Regions from separate parts of the Hordeum vulgare genome. Here region 2 is linked to region 1. Evidence: chromatin contacts called from public Hi-C data. All regions are on one chromosome and are shown on one strand. The core of a region is the stretch at or near the end of the contact, and the rest is flanking DNA. Distances in the headings are between cores, read along the strand shown. Region 1 holds the start of LOC123424729 (peroxidase 2-like). Region 2 has its middle 46 kb from the start of LOC123424731.

Region 1 (7,321 bases), core at 3,460-5,959:
TGTTGACCACCTGTTGTACCACTACAGGAAGCTTATCCCCTTGCAAACAAGCACGGATCCTTCTAGTCAATTACCAAAAGCGCTTGATCATGATCCTGATTTGGTGCACCATGTCATGCACATGCAAGTTTTCTACCTCCTTCACCTTGTTGCTAGAACTTTTTACCAAATTGTTGTTGATATGATCATACTTGATGGAAAATTTAAATCCTGGCCTATACCATAATAGAGAATGGTAGGTGTTCACACATGGACCAAATTCATGGCATGTTGTAATTATCTTACCAAGATGATATGAATGTATTTGTTTAGTGTAAGATATTGTTGTTGGCCACATGCGACCAAATTCTTCCCCTCTATTTTTTCATCAAATTCATACACATATGGCCGAAGCACTCCTCTAGTCACAATGGAGGAAACCATTCTTGACTGCATCTTCTAGCCCTTTACATGCATCTATGTGGACTTGCAAAGGTGATATTGGCCCTATGCATCTTTTCAACTGCAGCATGAACCATGTCCATGAGACCTCTTACTCTGACTGAAACAAGCCAATAGCAACATGGAACATCTAGTTTTGACCATCTAAAGCATTGAAAGCTGCCAATTGATCATTCCACTTGCGAGTCAAAAACGATGAGTCTATGCTCAAATATAGACGGCACCCTGCCTTGAAGCCATCGATGCAAGGTTGTAAAGCCATAAAAAAACTTATAGAAAAGGACTTTCCGTCCTCTGTTACCTTAGTATCTATCTCCACAACACTTCCAGGTGACCTCTTCTCCACCTTTGCTTTGAAGTTACAAAGCATCCTTAAAGTATTTGTCCAATCACCATACAATTGTTTCATTGCCATTTGTTTTGCCTACCACATTGTGTTATACTTCACCTTAATGGTGTACTGCTTTTCCAAGTCTACTTTAAGTTTCTTTGAAGTAGTGTTTGGTTTATTGACTAAAATTGGAGTGATCTTTTCTCTAATCCAAAGTTGTGATGTCATGGTTGATACTCTTTGTGAACTTGTAATACAAGTATGTTGATGTGGGATTTGATTGACCTTGATGGTACTTGCATCAGGTTGGCGTCTTGCAAATATGTACCACTTGCAAGGCTTGACACTTCCATCAAAACCTTTGCATCTTGCATAAAACTTCTTTGTGTCAGTCCACTTAGTCTTGGCATAAAATTCAAGGTTGACTGCATAAGTCTTGGAACACATACAAAACTCATCCATGTTTTGGAAAAACATGCCTACTGCAATAACATGGGTTTCCTTATCATAGACATTTACCAACTCGTCATCATGTGCATCATTTACATCATTTGTAGAATATTCCATCAGTTGTCCATCCACATCTTCAGATAAATCTCTGTTAGCATCAGTAGGCATACTAGAATTACCATTCTCCTCCTTATCTTGATCATCCACTGGAATGCCAATTTTTTTGGCCATCTTAATGACATCCATTGGCGCAATGACCAAATCAGTAGAGTCATTTAATTGTACTAAATTTCAATTAGTAGAAACAACCCTTGCAACACCATCACAGTCCTCTTGTGCATCTCCATCACCCCTCTCAGCTAATATTGTCACTTCACCCGTACACATGGGCAGTATATGCCTCTCTCAGGTCCAATCATCGTCTACCATCTGTAAAACCAACTCTAAGGTCACATATCCAACCTTAGAATCTTATTTGAGATCAACGTTCACTGCATGAAAGGTTGTCGGTTTGCTTGTCTAGCCATCTTGTCGGTCAATTTCATCAACCATCTCTTCGCCATCCTCAATTCTCACATACTCGCCTTCCCAATTATCAAACCGTCACAATGCTACCACTTGCTCTCAACCCCAAAAATGATCTTCCCAATTTTTTCCACCACATTCTTCATGACCTTCTCTAACATGCTCTGTAGTTCTTGTGGATGAATCTCTCCGAATTCAACCTCACATTTCATAATTATATCTCTCTCTATGTCCCTCATGCTACCATCACCTAGCTTTGACTTAGATGGAAAGAATTCAATAGTGAATTCGAAGGTCCGAGCAGTATCTCCACTGTTTGTTAATGTGGGCAGTGTGAGCTAGTGGAAGTAGATACATCACAAATCGCATAGGTTGGAAAGGATGCACATTAAGAAATTACCTAGTCGACGTTGTCTTTGGCAGCTCCATCGCGTTCAGCCTTCCCCTCCCCCTTCGCCCCCCCCCCCCTCACACACACACAATCTGGATCAAATCGATCGGAAATAGAGGTGATGTTGTGAGATCTAACTCGACCCGGAGGGGAACATCACAAGGCTTTCAGATTCACTCACCACAGCCGTCGCGGTCGCCGAGAACGAGCCGCTGCCGTGAGCATGAATAAAAGCTACGCCATCGATCGGACTGTGGTTTTCTGTAGCTCGACCTTCACGGTATCCCTTATCTAAGCCATTCATTTCAACATCAAGATCCGTGCATGCACATTTGTCTTTTTTATTTTCCTCCAACGAAACAACATATAAACTTCAAATTTTGCAGTACAACAAAACTTTCTAACAAGAATGTGAGAAAAACCTCTTAGATTTTATCATGTATTTTGAATGCTTAACGTAATTTTTTAATCAAAAAAAATCCTCTTTTTGTTTATTTATGTCCCAACAAAAAATCTGAAAGCTTTTTCACACATTCTTGTTAGAAAGTTTGTTTGATCTGTAAAGTTTGAAGTCCATATGTTATTTCGTTTGAGAGAAACAAAAAAGAGATTTTTTTTGTAGTAAGTTAAATGAAGAGCAAAGATCTCAAAGCAAATATTCAAGGGTGAAGATAAGAGGCTCCGTGCTGGACCAGGTACAAAGGAACTTTACCCGTCGAGAATGAAGAGGACGGAGCAACATGGGTTCTGTTAGGCACCGGAACACGTTTCACCTGATGCACTGTCAAGTAGGTCCATAACTAGATGCACTGTCAAGTGGGACCCACCTGTCTTAAACATAACCTTATTTTCATTGACGACCATTTTAGACCTTCGGATAGTCGTCGGCTCTTTGGGCTTCTAAAATGTAGCACGGTGGCTATTTTCGTCAACTATGCCGTAGTCCTTCTAATTCAGCTTAAAGATACAATAGGAGCTATTGACCCGTTAAAGTGACAGCCATTAGCATCTCGAAGTATGTCATACTCAAATGTAGTTGAAGCAATCCTCCATGCCTTTGCACGAGAATTCGTTAAAGATGTGGGCGCACGGACGGACGCACCCGTACAATTTTCACCCCCACCGTACATACACACGCCACATACTCGGTAGGTGCCAGTACTGGTCTCCGAGACCTTATTTAGTCCATCCATGCGTAGCAGCAGAGTGTCGGCGAGCAGATTACGAGTTGACCTTGGAGCAGACGAGCCTGATCTGTCCCTGCGTCCCCGTCTTGGGCGCGATGTTCCCCATGTTCACCATGGCTGTCGTGAAGGCGCTGTTGAACGTCGCCGCGCTGGACGCGAAGCTCCTGACCGTGTTGTCGGCGCCGCCGCTGTTGAAGAGCACCTGGTCCGAGTGCAGCAGCCCCTTCTGCGACATGAGGTTGGTGTAGTAGCCATTGTCGAACGCGTTGGGCGTCGCCGTGTCCAGCGGCGCCAGGCTGTTGTCGCCGCCGGACTGGGGGCAGTTGGCCTTGAGCGCCGTCGCGAAGGCCGTGTTGATGTTGGTCTCGTTGTAGATCCTGTTCCTGAAAAACCGGCACTGCGATTGCCCGATCGTGTGCGCGCCTGCAGTTAGATCGAGAGCACAGCCGTGTCAGAATATTTCTTCCCAGCCTTCGTGGCATACAGTTTGAGCTGAGAGAAAGCATATTAGCAGTGTGTACGCACCTGAGAGCGCAACCATGTCTGTCATGCTGAGCTGCTTGTTGCCGAACAAGGTGGTGAGGTTTTGGAGGTCGAAGGTAGGGGGTGGCAGGTCATTTTCCGCGTTGGTCTTGCTTGCAGTGGTGGAGTCCCTCCTCCCCAGGAGAACAGTCCATGTCGGCCCACCCAGCTGCTTGGTATGCACAGAAGTAGTTCCAAACCACAGTTAAAGAAAATGGTATGCCAGCAATTCAGCATCGATGCATGCATGACGGCTAATTGCCGAGCTTACCGCGACGACGGAGTCACGGGCGGCGACGGCGAGGATGTCGGCGCAGGAGACGGTCTGCTTGCACACGGCCTCCACCTGGGTCTTGATGCTGTCGATGACGTTCATGCCTCGAATGGAATTCTTGTTCGGGGCAGCCCCCTGCTCGCCGACGAAGCTCCCCGTGTCCGCCAACAGAACGGACCCGTCACATCCCTGGAAAAAATAAGTACAGTTCAAGAATCCAAATCATTTGTTGTCCATGGATAACTGACTATTTTACAGTTAACTAAACTAACTAGGATTATTCCCCGAACGGAAGAATGGCGAGGTTACGTGAGACTTGCATCGACAAAGCAGTCGTGGAAGTGCAGCCGGACCAGCGACGCCCCCATGCGGGCTTCGTTTTGCACGGCGGCCGCCACGCCGGCCTTGATGGTGGCCAGCGCGTTGGGACACGACGTGTCGTAGAACGTCGACGACAGCTGCGCCGACGCCGCCGAGGCCATTGCCACGAGCACCACTAAGCTAAGACAAGAGGCAGAGGCCATCGATCGCTACTCTAACGACTAGTGGTGCTTCTGCCTCACTTTTCTCTAGTTGGGTATGGCTTGCAAGAGAACAATGCTAGCGTTGGACATATATATAGCCCGCAGAGGTTACGGAGCCACGGGTGCCCGTGGCTAAAACCTCCAAATGTTGTGCCTAACTTGTCCACAGAGACGGTACTAGCAGACATGTTGGCAATCATTGTCCTGGAGAAAGGATACCCCATGAACGAATGCTGTTCGAACGCTTAGCATGGAACGTTCTCTCTTCGATTTGATTACCAGTTTGGTACAGCGTATTCGACATAAACAAATTTTATTCGGCCAACACGAACAGCAACTGCATTATTGGCGCAAGAAACCTTGCTGCACATCCGCTCAGTTTATGCATGCATGATTGCATATGGTCAGTTCGATCAGGCCTTATCCTAGTATTTCTTAGGCGAAAATATGCACACACCAGTGACATATCCTATCTCTGCTGGATGCTTACCCCACATGTGGTTTGTCTCTAAACGTGGTTCAGGTGTCAACTCTTCCTCATTTTCCTAATCAGCAACCATTCAGTAGAGCTAGTTGGGCAAGACGATAACACGAGCGCCCCCTTCTCCTATCAATTCGGACGTAAGTATGGTATAGAACATATATGGTCCAGAAAATTAGTGTTCTTTCGCTGCGCCATGGACCGAATTCCATGGACGCATGCACCTGCGATGCAGGCCGAAGTAGATGCCGGCGCAATGGCCGGCGCGTCCACTTCAGGCAGTAAATTTAGCAGGTGACCACCAGCTGACCGTGAGACGGTTTCTTACTTGCCGGCAGTGAAGACGCACAGTATGGTCCTGAACTATTCAGTAGACCACTGGAGTGTCATGCTAAATGCCCATACGATAGGGTATCACATTCTTATGGGCGTGCGTTGGGCGCACTCGTGGATATGCGCTCGTCCAACTCTAAAATTTGTCTCTTGGTCAAAAATGCAGTACTGCTATTAGTACAGCGCTGGTCCACTACTGCCCTACTGCGGGTTCGCCTAATATGAGTAGCTAGCGGACAAAATAGTAGTCCGTAGTCTGGGCAAGGCTACTGGTTTCGTGCCTAGGTCGGTATCGTTAGGTATTGGATCTTTATAAGGGGTTGCTTGTCTTTTATCACATGTATATGTACTAGACCTTGGTCCTTTTATGAATGTCAGTTGTTCATTCCTAACATGGTATTAGATGCTTAGGTTTTTTTCTCGCCCGCTGCAGCTTCGTGCTCTCTCCCTCCACCGCCGCCGCCACTGCTAGCTGCCTCTAGCTCCTCCGGCCGCTCCGCTCCCCCTCGACCGGCTGCTACGGCCGTTCTCTCCTTGTCGGGCTGCCCTGTGTCTCGTCGCCGGTCGCCTCTTTGCCTGGTCGCGCCCGTGGTTGCCGCCGCCCCCACTGCCTTCATCGCGGCCGGTCGCCTCACACCTGGCCATCCCCGGCCCCGCACGGATCCGCCGCCGCTGGCTACGCCTCACCCGGCCTTGCACGACTGCACTGCCGCTGCCGCTGCCTCCGGCAGGCGCTACCTAACGCGTCCTCGTGCGGCTGCTGGTCTCCGCGGCTGCCACCGCGCCCTCCTCGTCCGGAGGCCGCCGGCACCTCCCTATCGGGGTGCTGCTCTTGCAGCCGCTGCTGCTACCTGCCTCGACTGGATGTAGCTGCGGCCGCCGCTTATCCAGCAGCCAGCTCGATCAAGCCCGATCCAGATTTGGATTCCAAAAAAAGAAAAAAGAAAAAGAAAGAAAGAAATCAGAGAGCTCGTCATGTCTTCTTCGAGGTATGTTGTTGTTTCTCGGTGCTCGATGATCTTCGATGACACAACAATGCTTAGTTTCTGGGCCTCATGCGTATCCACATGCGTGGTCTTCTGCGGTGGGGCGTTCTCTCTAGTGAGCTCTTGTGTCCATCATGCCATGTTGCTCGTGTGGCTCCTATCCCGCCGGTGCTACCTATTATGGCTGCTAATGCTTCTTAGGCTAATCGGGATGCAGCCAAGGCTCTTGATGATGCTGCGGTCGATGCTTATTCAGATGCTCTTTCTGTTTACTGGGATGATTTGTCTGCTTACACTTAGTGGTGCAACGATGATGCTCGTGTTGTTGTTCTCACTGTGAGTGTCCTCCCTCAGTTTGACTCGGAGTTCATGGGTCTCGGCACCATTGCAGCAATGTGGTTTTATTTGTATGAGCACTATCAGACCTTTGGTGATGCTCTCTACCTATCTGTGGTGCGTCAGGAGCATGCTCTTCAGCAAGGTGACTCTTCTGTTGATGAGTTCTACACACAGAGTTCAGCCATCTCGCGCTAGCTTGATACTCTTCAGACAGCTCTTTGTGGAGCTTGACGTTATTGCCAGACTATGCGGTCTGACTTGGAGTTTCAGCGTGTCCATGAGTTCTTAGCTCACCTCTGCTCCGAGTTTGAGCCTCGGCGTGCTCACTTGCTTTCTTGAGACCGTGTTCCTATCACAGAGGTTCTTGTTGAGCTTCGTGCTGAGGAGACTCACCTTCGTTCTGCTGGGCTGTTTGCGGTTCCCTCTGTGTTGGCTGTCCGAGCTCCTGTGCCATCTGCTCGTTCCACTGCACCGCCACTCCTGCCCACACCCGCTGGGGGGATGGGTCGCCCTCCTTAGGCTGAGAAGGGCCAATCG
Region 2 (7,321 bases), core at 3,037-5,536, 150 kb after region 1:
ACCGCGCACACGGTTGATAAGAGAGCATTCCTCTGAAATCCCGCCTCTCCGGATCCTGTACGGGAGAGTGGCGATTAGGTTTTAGGGAAGCGACTACGCGGCTGCTCGCCTTCGTTCAACCGCTTCCTCTATGCGTGTGTCGTCTTCGTCATCACCATGTCTCCGCGAATTCATATCGACTATGTCGCCGCCGAGGAGCTCAAAGACACAAGAAGTCAGCCGAGGAGGTTGTCGCCATCACTGCCACGACTACGGCCAACTAGCATATTAGAGAGTATAACATGTTTATCCCAATTTCGGTAATTTTTGTTTTGACGGTACTAGTCATATGCGTAAATGTTTCTACTATATGTATTGTACATGTTAGTCTCATTCGTAATTAATATGTCAGTAATTTTGTCAATGCCATGATCATGATTATTTTTTAAATTAATTTAATCAAAAAATTACTTATTCACTCAACAAACTCTCTACTTTTGAAGATAAAAGATGCCTCCATCGCCGCAGCTGGCCTGCAACCGGCCATATTTTTCAATAGTCGTCAGTTGGCAACTAGTTCGAATTCATTTGTCAGTTTGCAAATGTAAACGTGCGAAATAATCTATCCATTCAACAACGGCGACGTCGATCGATCCCGCACCAAACAATGCATGCATGGATCCATAACCCCGATCGTTTTCAGCATGCGTCGGCGGTGTTCGTTCGGTTCCTGAAATTTTCCATGGGAGCGGACAGAAACGGTGATGATTGACGACTGACGACGACAGGGCCAGTTGGCATGACGCGAAAAGGGTCAGATTTTGTCAAAAATAGACTGATTTTGTCAAAAATAGAATGATACATGTACGGCCATAGGTAGAATAATGATCCTTCAGTGGATGGTGAGTGCGCTATTGACGTCGCGCGCAGCAACAAACTAATTAAAAAGGGCTCCTATATCGTGTACTACTTGGCATTACGCTGGATGATGCTGGCCAGTTGGTAGTTTAACTATGGGTTCTGACTCTAGATGTGAAATATTGTGTCACATCTAAGTATTATGTGGCTTCTTTTTTTTTTTGTCTTGGACCTGTTTGCTTGTCTCGCTTACTCACCCCAGCCAGATGAAAACTAGTTCAGGCTTATAAAACCCTCTGCCACGAATCAACTAAGTTGTCCGTGGATACACAGAATACGTAAAGGAACAATAAAAAAGTAACACAAAGTGGGTAGTCAACTCTTTGTTAGACTGGAGTAACCGTGGACCCAGACCCATCTCATATAGTAGTTAATTAACTCATTCGAGTCGCTCTTTATTTGTACCCCGCGACTTTTGAGCGAGTCAACCTGGCTTACGTCGTACCGAAAAATAATGTTTGTAGATTAGAAAATATTCGTAAAATTATCAAAAATGTTCATCAAACAAAAAATGTTTAAATTGTTTTTAAATATATTCCCAAAGCATAAAAATATAAGTCAAACTAAAAAAGTGTAAACTTCATTCCCATAAATTAAATATTGTTCATCAATAAAAAAAATACTGACAAAATCGTAAAAAATGTTAATCAAATTTAATAGATATTAAATAATATGAAAAAATGTTGATAAAAAATATTCATGAAACTTTAAATTGTGCGGGAATTTGGAAAAACATTCATGAAATTTACAAATGTTAATATATTTTTAGAGTGGAGTTGCAAGTCAAAAATGAACTTGCAATTGGGACAAAAAAAGATCGGACCCCATTTGCGAATCATGGTGAACTTGCAATTGTGAAAAAAATGTTGGCACAGTTGCAAGTCGAGGATGAACTTGCAACTGAAACAAAAAAATGTGAGATCCTAGTTGTGAGTCGAAAATGGACTTACAACTTAAACAAAAAAAAAGTTTATACTCAGTTGCTAGTCGAGAGCGGACTTGTAACTAGGACAACATAAATGTCAAGACCGAGTTATGCGTCAAGGTTGGGATTACATCTGCGACCAAAAAGGTCGAACATCAATTGCGAGTCAAGGGTGGACTTGCAACTGGGACAAAAAAAAGACAGCCTTCAATTGCGAGTTGAGAATGGACATGCAACTTGGACAAAAAGATCGGGTCTAGTTGCGAGTCGAGGATGGAATTGTAACTGGGGCAAAAAAGATCGAACTCGAGTGGCAAGTCGAGTATGGACTTGCAACTGGACAAAAAGGTTGGGTCCGTGTTGCGACTCGATGATGGACTTGCAGCTGGAAAAAAGAAAGATCAGACCAAAGTTGCGAGACAAAGGTGAACTTGTAAATGGGACAAAAAAGATCAGGCCCTAATTAAGTGTCGAGGTGGATTTGTAACTAGGCACAAAAAATGTTAAGCCCTAGTCGCAAGTTGGGCATGGACATGCAACTGAGACAAAAAAATGCTAGACTCGAGTGACGAGCTAAGAGTGAACTTGTAACTGGGACAAGAAAATGTTGAAACCCAGTTACCACGATGGTGAACTTGAAACTTAGACAAAAAAATCTCGAGATCTAATTGCGGGTTGAGTGTGGACTTACAAATGAGACAACAAAGAAGACAATCATGTCTGATGATGGACAACTAACCGACAGAGACGAAGCCAGCATGCAAGCATAGGGAGGGGGGTAAGTTTGTTCATGGAGGAGGCAAAGTTCATATAAAATTAAAATGAATTACCACAACAACCACTATCATAGTAGAAAACTCAATTTGTTAGGGGATCACATCATTAGTATAAACCATGTAAATTTTAACCGTGCCTTTTAAATTATAACAGAAGGAATATCTGTCAATCGGCTAATCAGGTAATTAATTAGACACAATCGAGCTCTTCGGTCTCCCAGTAGTGCTCCTCCTATCTCTCCTGCATATTGAGGTACATATATCCGAGTTTGCGGTAATTTAAACATCGAAAATGAAAATCAGTGTGTCAGGAGGTGGGGCTGCTTCAGCTTATATGAAGCTTCGGCGGAGGTGTCAAGCCATATCTGACTGACAAATGCTAAGTCGTGTCATATCTGTTCGGCACATGCTACGCGCGATAGATCTTTCGCAGACTTCAAGTTGTGTCGGCTGGTCGTACTTGACGGCATGGTGCTGCAGTGTACCGACATCGACTGCAACGTGTTCAGCAGTTTGCACACAGGAAGGTGGTGTCGTTGGGCTTCATGATGGCGTTGATGGATGGTCGGACTAGTAAGGATGATGCAGATCTGTTTCTTGAAGATGGGTCAGCGGTTCGATGATGATTGCGACTTCTAAAATGTGTGTATGTGGTGTACGCTTCAGATTTGCTGCACTGGTTGTAGGTTTTGATACGTTATATGGATGAATCGGTGATGACACAGGTTTAGATATTGGGAGTGACATCACTCTACATTATTAAATTTATAGGTGTGAGTGATGACTTTGGATGGCTTGACGTATGTTTTTATGAGACCTTGACTAAATAATTAATAAAGATGATTGTATGCATCAACTGTTGCAGAGGTCAGAGGTTTAACTTTCTTTTTTTTAAAATAATATGTGTCCAACTTTTTAATCTTGAGATTTCAGAATATATCTATGCGTGAAAATAGACAAAATTGGTTATTTTCTAAGATCTTAATGTAAGTATTTTACAAACTGATTCTTTTTTAGCATGATGTCCAAAGCTAAGACGTTATAGCAATGATGCCTTGGGTTAGGGCGTCACGGTGCCGATAGCAAGTCATCTCGGGTAAGAGCGTCATGCCAAATAGCATGACGTTTTAGTCCGGGCATCATGTTATCTAGCATGTCGCCCTAGCGTTGGACATCATGTAAAAGGGTCAGGTTCTGAAATATATTTAGATTGAGGTGATTTTGTGTTCAAGTTTAAGAAAATAGTAGTTTCGTTCTTTTCTATACAGCCCCCTGTCGACGGGTGACCGTCCAAATCATGTACGATTTTGGATTGTAGCAACACTATATATCGATCCGGTACAAGCACGTTTCTCTACGACTAAATCCTGGACACCCGGCTCCGTGCGATGCCATTCAGCGGCTTCCTGACTCGATTGCAGTACCTGGTGTCCTGGTCACATGCGTATTTGGATTCTTACAATACCAGTATCTTCATACGATGCCATTCAGCAGCTTCTGACTGAATTTTCCGTGCGTGCGAGAGCTATGGCGTCGTCGGGGCGCTCCCTTTTTCAACGGAGCGCGGAAGGCGGCGAGCGACGTCCCGTGATCCTTTCTCAGCCGCATGGCTCCAAGGAGCGCGGAGTAGTGTGTGTGGCACTACCGATGAGCGTGCATGCGTGGGTTGGGCACACGTCGGTTTCAGGGGGACTGGGGGAGGAAGCAACCGTGGAATTCAAAACTCCTGGTCGTTGGGCTCGGTTGGCCCCTCTGATCCATCTTTCAGTCGTCGCTTTGAGTGGCCAGCTTGTACTGGCGTGTTAGTTGTCAATGAGAGCCCCATAGTTGTCTGGTAAGGGTGCCGCACGTGCTAATTCGCCCGAGGATGAGAGGACGGACGCAAGGGCATCTCCAATGCCGACCTCCTAAACCGAACATTGCATCTGTACGTGTACGTTGACCGAAAAACAGTTCACGGGCACGGATACGGATGCCGGACATCCAAAAATAGTTGCACACAGTTTATTGGATTTCAACTAATCAAACAAATTTCATTCATGTTCGAGTATAATTTACAGTCCGATATTTCTATTGTTTAACTTAAAATTAGAAAGGGAAAAAACCTAAATCTTGTAGCGGACTTCGACATCGTACACATGGTCGCCCTGTCCGGCTGCCCCGTCGTCATCGTTGTCCCTCCAGCCACGGAAGGACGTCGGTCCACCACGACAACCTTGTCCGGCCGTTGCTTGACACGCTGGAGAAGTTGCTCCGCTTCCACCTGCGTGGTGCGGAGGGCCTTTGCGGCCAATGCAAACAACCCCGCCGAGCCTTAGCGACAGCCTTATCCATCCTGGCTTTGACGGAGGAATCGCAAAGCAACGATGCCTCATCGATCTCGGCAAGCTTGACGTCAAAAAGACGACGATGTTGGTCGTCTTCCCGGTGGGTGACGGAATGGTCAAGAGTCCAGACATCGACGAGGTCATCGTCGTTGAGGACACAAGTCGGCGCCATGTCCGACTTGGAGAACAAGGAGCAACAGGCTATGTTGTGACCCTCATACCGTGTCTCTTACCTTGCGGCCCTTTCCTCCTCGAACACAAAGGGCCGCGATCCCGAGGGACCACCGCCACCGAGGTAGTGGAGCATGGTAATGTCAGTTTTTTTTTATACATTCCTCAAATTCATTTTTGAGTTTTTTGAAAACCTAATTCATCATTTTTTAGCATTTATACAACAGTTTTCAAATTCATTTTCTCAACATTTACAGCGTATATTTGCATCATTTTCAAAATGTTATTTCAACGTTTATGTTTACTTATATCAACATTGTTTTTCTCTATATCAATATTTTTAATTCATTTTCAAAGTTTTTTTGTAGGGCATATTTTTCATCATTTTGAATACACAGTTTCAACTTTTCTATAAAACTAATTCGTCATTTTTCATTACATGTATCTACATTTTGAAATAATAGTTCAGTGTTTTATTTAGTTTTGTCAATATTATTTGAACACATTCCACAAATTCATTTTTGGGGAACATTTCACAACATATAAATTCATTTTTTCAACATTTCTAGCATATAATTTTATCATTTCCAAAATACTAGTTCAACATTTTGTTTTAGTTATTTCAACATTATTGTATGTATATCAACATTTTGTAAATTCATTTTTGAAGTTCCGTTGTAAAGTATATTTTGAAAATTTTGGAAATACGGTCTCAACTATTCCAAAACACAAATTCATCATTTGTTTTATCAGCATCCACATTTTAATGGAACAGTTCGCACATTTTTGGAACACAGTTTCAACTTCTTGAAAACACTTGAGAATTTTTGTTTACTTATAAAAAACTTCTAAAATTATATTCCACTGTTTTAATTTACTTATATCAACATTTTAAAATATTACATCGACATTTTATATGGTTATATGAACATTTCCTAAACACTTGTTCAACATTTAATCAAGTTATGTCAGTTCTTTCAGAATAAAATATTCAAAACATTTTTTTTGTTTTTAAAATCTAATTCAAAAAATAAACATTTATATCAATTTTTTAAAAATTAATTTTGTCCACATTTCTAGCATATAATTTCATCTTTTCCAAAATTCTAGTTCAACATTTTTGTTTACTTACATTAACATTCTTTGTATGTATATCGATATTTTTTAATTCATTTTTTGTAAGGTATATTTTAAAGAAAATAGTTCAACACTTTGTAAACATAGTTTCAACTTTTCTATAAAAGAAATTCACCATTTTTAATTATCTGCATCGACCATTTTAAATACTTGTTTCACATTTAGTTAATTATATCAATAATATTTAAATACATTCCTCAAATCAGTTTTTGGGGAATATTTCTAAAACACCGTTTCAAGTATTGGAAAAACTTATTTCAACATCTTTTAAAATTATAAGAACATTTCTAAATTTCGGTTTCAACATTTTATTTAATTAGCTTTTTTAAATATAGTTCACCATTTTATATGGTTAGTTCAACATTCTCTAAATACTAGTTCACAATTCTATTTGGTTATATAAATATTTTATTAATAGCAGTTCAACATTTTTATCTAAGTATATCAGTATCTTCGAAATACTTTCTTAAAATTCATTTTGAGTTTTACTAAACCTAATTAAAAAATTAAAATTTATATCAACATTTTTGAAATTCGTGTTCTCAACATTTTACAACATATAATTTCATTATTTCGAAAATACTAGTTAAATCAACACTTTTAGTTAGTTATAACAACTTTGGTTTTTACCTATTTCTAAACTACAATTTTATATTATTTTTTATGTTTGATTTTTTTAATAAAAATCAACATCTTTGTTTAGTTATATGAACATTTTTAGGAAAAAGCTATCAACATCTTTCTAAACATTGTTCTTATCCATACATTTTTTGAAAAAAATAATTCAAAGATTGTCAGCTTAGTTTTTTTTCGTTAAAAAGGGATTATGATACCTGGCATACATAAGGAAACTCTAGTCTTAAGAACAATGAGTATCTTAGTGCGTGCTGCCAAAGCATACAATGCACTATCCGGAACACGTCTACACTTAAAGAAATTTCTCATGTGAGGGCAATAAGTAGATTAGTGCAATATGAAAATATTTACATATATGTAGGCACATTGCAACCACTAAATTTATGAAACCGCTATTTCGAATGTACGAGTGCATGATGTTCTTTGTGAGATTCTTTTGAACATTTGTTGCT

The links. Hi-C and Micro-C count contacts between places; a contact is called where the count stands out from the background.
Region 2: a Hi-C map of seedling shows a contact between it and region 1, with 1.9 times the contacts expected there. The contact joins the enhancer-like site here to the promoter of LOC123424729 in region 1. A contact is called at or near these places in 2 of 6 Hi-C or Micro-C datasets (leaf and seedling).

What each region holds. Positions count from the first base shown.
Region 1 is chr2H:41,507,712-41,515,032 of MorexV3_pseudomolecules_assembly, forward strand. LOC123424729 (peroxidase 2-like) reads right to left here and starts at 4,710. Exons shown (of 4, transcript XM_045108403.1): 1 at 4,442-4,710; 2 at 4,119-4,310; 3 at 3,851-4,016; 4 at 3,155-3,748. The coding sequence starts at 4,645. The coding sequence ends at 3,360.
Region 2 is chr2H:41,660,740-41,668,060 of MorexV3_pseudomolecules_assembly, forward strand. No RefSeq gene overlaps it. Among protein-coding and RNA genes, the nearest start is that of LOC123424731, 46 kb to the left of the region's middle. Within about 2 kb of position 4,287, at least 3 of the 3 cell types and tissues checked have open chromatin away from gene starts, as enhancers often do. A contact at or near this core is called in leaf and seedling, where this site is marked.